Linked DNA regions of Mus musculus: region 1 is linked to region 2. Evidence: chromatin contacts called from public Hi-C data. All regions are on one chromosome and are shown on one strand. Each heading gives the region's core, a stretch centred on a gene start, on an enhancer-like site or on the middle of the called end of the contact. The rest is flanking DNA. Distances are from core to core; before and after follow the strand shown.

Region 1 (2,700 bases), core at 77-2,576, 370 kb before region 2:
TTATGCTGAGAAGATTCAACACAATCTGATGCCAAACCCTGAACGCCAGTGAGTTCTAAGATCTACAGCAGCCCACTCAAGAACATATAAATAGTTTTTAAATCTGGTAAGAAAATGGGAAGACAGAAACAAACAAACAAACAAACAAAGAGGGAGGAAAAGAAGGAGGAAAGAAAGAGAAAAATGTTGATGTGTGTGATTTAAATGTTAACACAAAACAAAACAACAAAACTCATACACCAAATGTTTCTCTTTAACCTGTTTTCTGGAACATTAAGTTGAAAACGTTGCTTTGGCTTACCAGATATAGGTAGCTTCCCTTTGGAAGCACATGTGTTTTGAGATTTGTCTCCTTTTTTTATGATAGGAAAGAGAAAATGTCAAAGGTAGACCACAAAACCCAGCAGGAGGTACCCACAACATCTTGAGGGAATGCCACCCAGGAAAGAGAAAATTACAGCTTCACAGATGTAGTATGCATTCTGGTCCCAGGTTCTTTTCTTTTCCTGTCACTTTAACAGAGTTGTCACAGCATGTAAAACGTTACAGCCAGTACCATGTTACCTGCACAGCTTTAGAGCAAAAAGTATCAGAAGTGTCTGAGGAAAATAATTGCATTATTTTTAGTTGCTGCAGAGATAGATGCAGCAGGAATCAGGTGGAGGAGACAACTTGGGAGGACGGAACTGGAAATGCTAAAAATATTGCTTCCCCAGCAACTGAAATTTTAAGCAAAAACTTAGGAAGGGCCAGAGAGGAAGATGGAGTTAGAATTTATATCTCTTCGCTGCAGTCGGTTTGTTATTAAGGTCTGGAAGAGGGAAACACAGGGGGCTTACCCCAGGCAGTGGGGGAATTCCACAATCCACGTGGAACAGGCAAGGTACAAAGAGACAATGTTGAACTGGGGGTCGGGGGAGGGAGGGATGGCATGTCTACTGCATCTAGTACCCAGAGCAAAGTTTGTGTACAGAATGTCTGGGAAATCCAGTTTCTAGAAGCAGCCTTCTTTCTGTGAGTGTGAACCCAGCCGACAGACGCCATGAGCGCTCTTGCAAGGAAAGCTAGGCTGTGTTTGACACACGTGTTTCCCATTGATATCTGGAGACAGCCCAGTAGCTGGGAGTCAGCTTGACAAAACCGGATCGAAGTAGAGGCAGAGTAGGGTTTCAAAGCAGGCAGTGAGAGAGCGGGAATGCTGTTCAGGAAATTCTTCAGGCATGGGCAGGGACTTGGCTGCAGTTGTGCGGCTGGAAAATCTGACTGGGGCAGCTCCTGAGCGCAGGCAGGGCCTGCTCACGGGGGCGGGCTGAGTGGCCGCCTCCATCAGAGCCTCTCAGCTTTCCCCGGGACCACGGGGGACTCTCATCCGCCACTCTGTGAAACAGACAAGAGAGGTAGGGGACCGTGCAGCTCTTGCCTTACCAGCCTAGCTTCCTGAGCCCTGTCTGCTGTTCGTTCACCAACACTGGGGGATTCAGGGGTGGGGAGAGGCCGCGTGTGTACGTGTGAATGAACACATTTCAGCTCATCACCTGGGCAGAGGGACTGGGTGCTTCTAAGCTTTGTCTGCCCGCAAAGGGCCCTTAAGATCTGAGTTTCAACAGCACCCAGGCACTTTTGAAAGTTAGCACTGCACAGCTAACAGCACTGGGGAAGGAAAAGTGTGTGGATTCCTGTGTTGACACCCTCTTCCAGCGCTCTGGAAGTTTCCCTTTCTGCTTCACGGGACACTCGTTTGACTGCAAAGATAATCTCCCATGAAGACATTCCGGTTTTGAATGCTTCAGGGATTTTTAAAGGGGGTGTTCCAAGCAGGAAACCGTTCTCTGCTTTTGGAGGGAATCAGAGTTGGAAGTTTTTATTTTGGAATACACTTTTTTTTTTTTTTTTTTTTGTAGGAACAGATGTGTGTAAGGCTTCCTGGTGTTTAATTTTCGAATGTGTCTTTGACTTTCTTATGTGAGGTTTGAGTAGCAGTAATATATTTGTGTAGAAATATGCTGGATTGTTATTCTGCCTTTTACTTGGTGGAAGAAATAACCTGTAGTTTAGTAAATGTTTCTATATTTTATAACAGATAATAGAGCAATAGCATAAAACAGTCATTTATTTTTGAAAAATCATTGTTAAGAATAGAGGCAAATAGTGTGAATGTTCTATCGATTGCTCCGTTTTATTTTTCCCTAAAACCAGTGCATTAAAAATGTTGACTAGTTTTTAGCAGAAGAGAATCTTGCCTTTCCTCTTCAATTTTTGTTCTTTCTCATATATGTACACTATATTGTAATACATATACACTATATTGTAATACATATAATAAATAGCCTTCCTGGGACTACTACATTGCTCCTTTCTGTGTATGTATTTAGAAGACAAGCCATGCAGTGTTACTATCTTTAAGAGCTTAGCTCAGCTCAGACAAGTTTGGACTAAAGCTCATCCATCCAGTTTTAGGGCTAACTTGGTGATCAGTCCATAGCAAGTCCAGAGGAGACTTGGGCAAGAGCCTGCCTAGGGAAAACAGAGGAAAGTCCTTGAATACTAGGTCATTAGCACAGAGCCACTAGACCTTATGGTTGCTTCTCTTAGAAGACGGGGTGAGTTTAAGTCCGGGTCCAAGAGGCTATTGTTAGTACTGAATGGAGAGGGGTAGATGTTGAGATGTCTCACTTTCTCCAATCCTGGACCTAAGAGGAG
Region 2 (2,700 bases), core at 22-2,521:
AAATACTATTGCTGCATGCTATTTCAGGTGATATGGTCCCATAAGTTGATGGTGGTAGTGGTGGTGGTGGTGGAGTGTGTATGCGTGTGTGTACCTATAGGTATATATTGTACTAAAGTTGTAGAGTGATGCACTTAAGTGGTTGTGTTTTTAAGTTTTTCTTTAGTTCTTTCATCAAATGACAGATCCCCATTCTCGGCAGCCAGTATCCTATAGAAACCAGACTGAGCATACCTTCTTGGATGAGCTGGAGAGACTTGTGGATCTCCTTTCTTCCATACAGTTTAGCTTGAGGGCTGGTGCTCTGCTGAGGTCCTTGGTGCTCATAACAGCATAATCTAACTTCATGAGGATCCAGATGTCACAAGTCAGTTTTGCCCAGCCACAAGGGGCAGTGTCAGTAATGAATACTAGATAGTAACTGAGGCCAGAAATGCCACTTATATGTGCTATGAAATGGCCAAACATGGGACCTGCAGAACTTGAATAAGAGCAAACCTGACAATAAGATGAGACCAAGTGAAACATTTGGGATTCTAAAGTATTGTCTACAATGAGGACTGTAAGAAGTTAAACTATGTAGAAGCATAGTTGCTTCTGATGAAGAAGCATTGTGCATTAGAAGTGATGTCACAGGGAACCCTTCATCCAAAAAGGCCCAGCTACAGCTTCCTCATTCTGGGATTCTGGGATTCATAACAAAATGATCCATCAAGCTGCTTTTCATGCTATCTTCATACTCTAACAATTAGGAATAAAGAAATGATGTGAGCTGGAACCCAAAGATAGCTGATTCTGATGGACTTATACATGAGAAAAAGTTACCATATGTCCTTTTATCTGCAGATGAGAGTTTCTTGTTTCTATTACATTTGAAAAAGTGGCTGCCCTGGTCCTAACCAGGATGACCAGCTGCATAGCAAGTCTTACATCTTTCTCCAGTTGGCTCATCTCCTAGCATATCAAACCAAGGAGTCATCCCGTGGCCCACTGCCTATTCAGCATTCAGCTACAACAAATTGGCAAATGTGTTTACAATACAGAGTGATTAATAGTCTTCCAGGCTTTGAAAATGAGAAGACAAAAGGCATTTTGCTTCACCAACAACAACTCTTAATTATACTGGTGTTTATTAATCTGTACCTCCTTGTTTTCATTAACTAATTAGTCTCAGAATTCTGTCTTATTTCCTGTCACTTCCCACCATTACATGGTACTACTGCATGCATTTCCCAATATGAGTCAAGGCCTGAGAATTTTACATTTTGCAACTGTAGTCATGTCTAAGTCATTGTCTTCATGTAATCTATCTTGAAGATGGCCAACTCTTAAAAACATAGAATACTATCCTACTTATTTCATCTCAGAGGCCTTAAGTATTACAATAATTGAAAGTTAGCTAGCTTCAGATCATGATGCTACTGCATACCAATATGCCCTTCTCCTGGGCAAGTGCCAATATCCCTTGTGCATATAATACCATGGTAGAGGCCCGTGTTTAGTCTAACTCCTTGTCCTGTGTCATAAACCTGAATTATTGACAACATAGTGATAAGAATCTGGGTACCACCTCCCTCATCTTTAGCCCTCTCATGTCTGAATACTTGTCTTCTATGCTCTGCTGTTCTGTTCTCTACCCTGAGGCCAGATTGTCTTGCTTAAATGCAGTCCTACCAGGTCACTTCCTACTTAATACCCTTCAGAGGAAAGAGCCCACAATGCTCATGGCCTACAAAGCGCTGATGGTTTGCCTCATATCTGTCTACCTACTACATTTCTACTTACATCTATCACAAAATCCTCATAATTATGTTGCCCAGAAGCCTCCTTTCCTTTCTTCCTGGGAAATATGTCTAAGCTTCTAGAGTTATGGGCTAAAGGTCCTACTACCTACCTTGAACCCTCTACCTCCTTCTAAATCTCTTCTAGTACATGCTTTCTGCTAGTTTAGACATCAGTTTGTGTGCTTCTCTTCACTGAGAGAAGGAAAGAAAGAAAGAAAGAAAGAAAGAAAGAAAGAAAGAAAGAAAGAAAGAAAGAAAGAAAGAAAGAGAGAGAAAATGACTTTAGAGCCATAGTGCTTGGCCTTGGATATAGAGCTGTATCTATGTAGCTCTATAATATGAGCTAGTTGTTTGATTTCTTCAAGACTCATTTTCCTCAAGTACAAAAATAGGGGTAGCAATAAACTACATGAAATAATTAGCTATATTCTCCATACATAGCCAATCTCAATAAACATCTGTAGAATGATACTAAAGCTTCAAGACGACAGGGATCAGATAAAGTAGAGGGTAGAGATATTGAGCTCTACCCTGAATGGATAAGTAAGCATGGATAAGTAAAAATTTGTACTTAAATAGCAGAGTGGGAGTCAGTGAATGGAAACATAGGGAGAGGAAGAGACAGTATCCGTCTAACTAGGTTCTTGTTGAAGGTGAACCAGGTAGATCAGACACCATATTTGAGATTGAGTGTAGACCCAATAAGGTATGAGTGGATTGGCACAGGACTTTGGGGAGTGTTTAGGAGCCTGAATAAAGTTTCAGGAAGTAAAGATTCTTTTTTTAATGAAGTCATTGGAAGTTCAGTGTTTGATTCATTCAAGCAACACATATATGTTAGATACAGAATAGCATGCACATATAGAACTGAATATTATAACATATTTGGAACTCTGAGGTTTTAGGCATTCTCTTG

Evidence for each region. Hi-C and Micro-C count contacts between places; a contact is called where the count stands out from the background.
Region 1: a Hi-C map of adipose-derived mesenchymal stem cells shows a contact between it and region 2, with 3 times the contacts expected there. The contact joins the promoter of Sgcd here to the enhancer-like site in region 2. A contact is called at or near these places in 5 of 484 Hi-C or Micro-C datasets (the HL-1 cell line, adipose-derived mesenchymal stem cells, cardiomyocytes and 2 more) and 3 of 115 datasets of contacts at active chromatin or transcription factors (the HL-1 cell line, cardiomyocytes and embryonic fibroblasts).

The regions. Positions count from the first base shown.
Region 1 is chr11:47,377,951-47,380,650 of GRCm38.p6, reverse strand. It overlaps Sgcd (sarcoglycan, delta (dystrophin-associated glycoprotein)), which reads left to right and starts at 1,326. Exons shown (of 8, transcript NM_011891.5): 1 at 1,326-1,397.
Region 2 is chr11:47,003,947-47,006,646 of GRCm38.p6, reverse strand. All of the region lies in intron 6 of Sgcd (sarcoglycan, delta (dystrophin-associated glycoprotein)), which reads left to right. Among named protein-coding and RNA genes, the nearest start is that of Timd4, 190 kb to the right of the region's middle. Within about 2 kb of position 1,271, at least 9 of the 459 cell types and tissues checked have an H3K27ac peak or open chromatin away from gene starts, as enhancers often do. A contact at or near this core is called in adipose-derived mesenchymal stem cells, where this site is marked.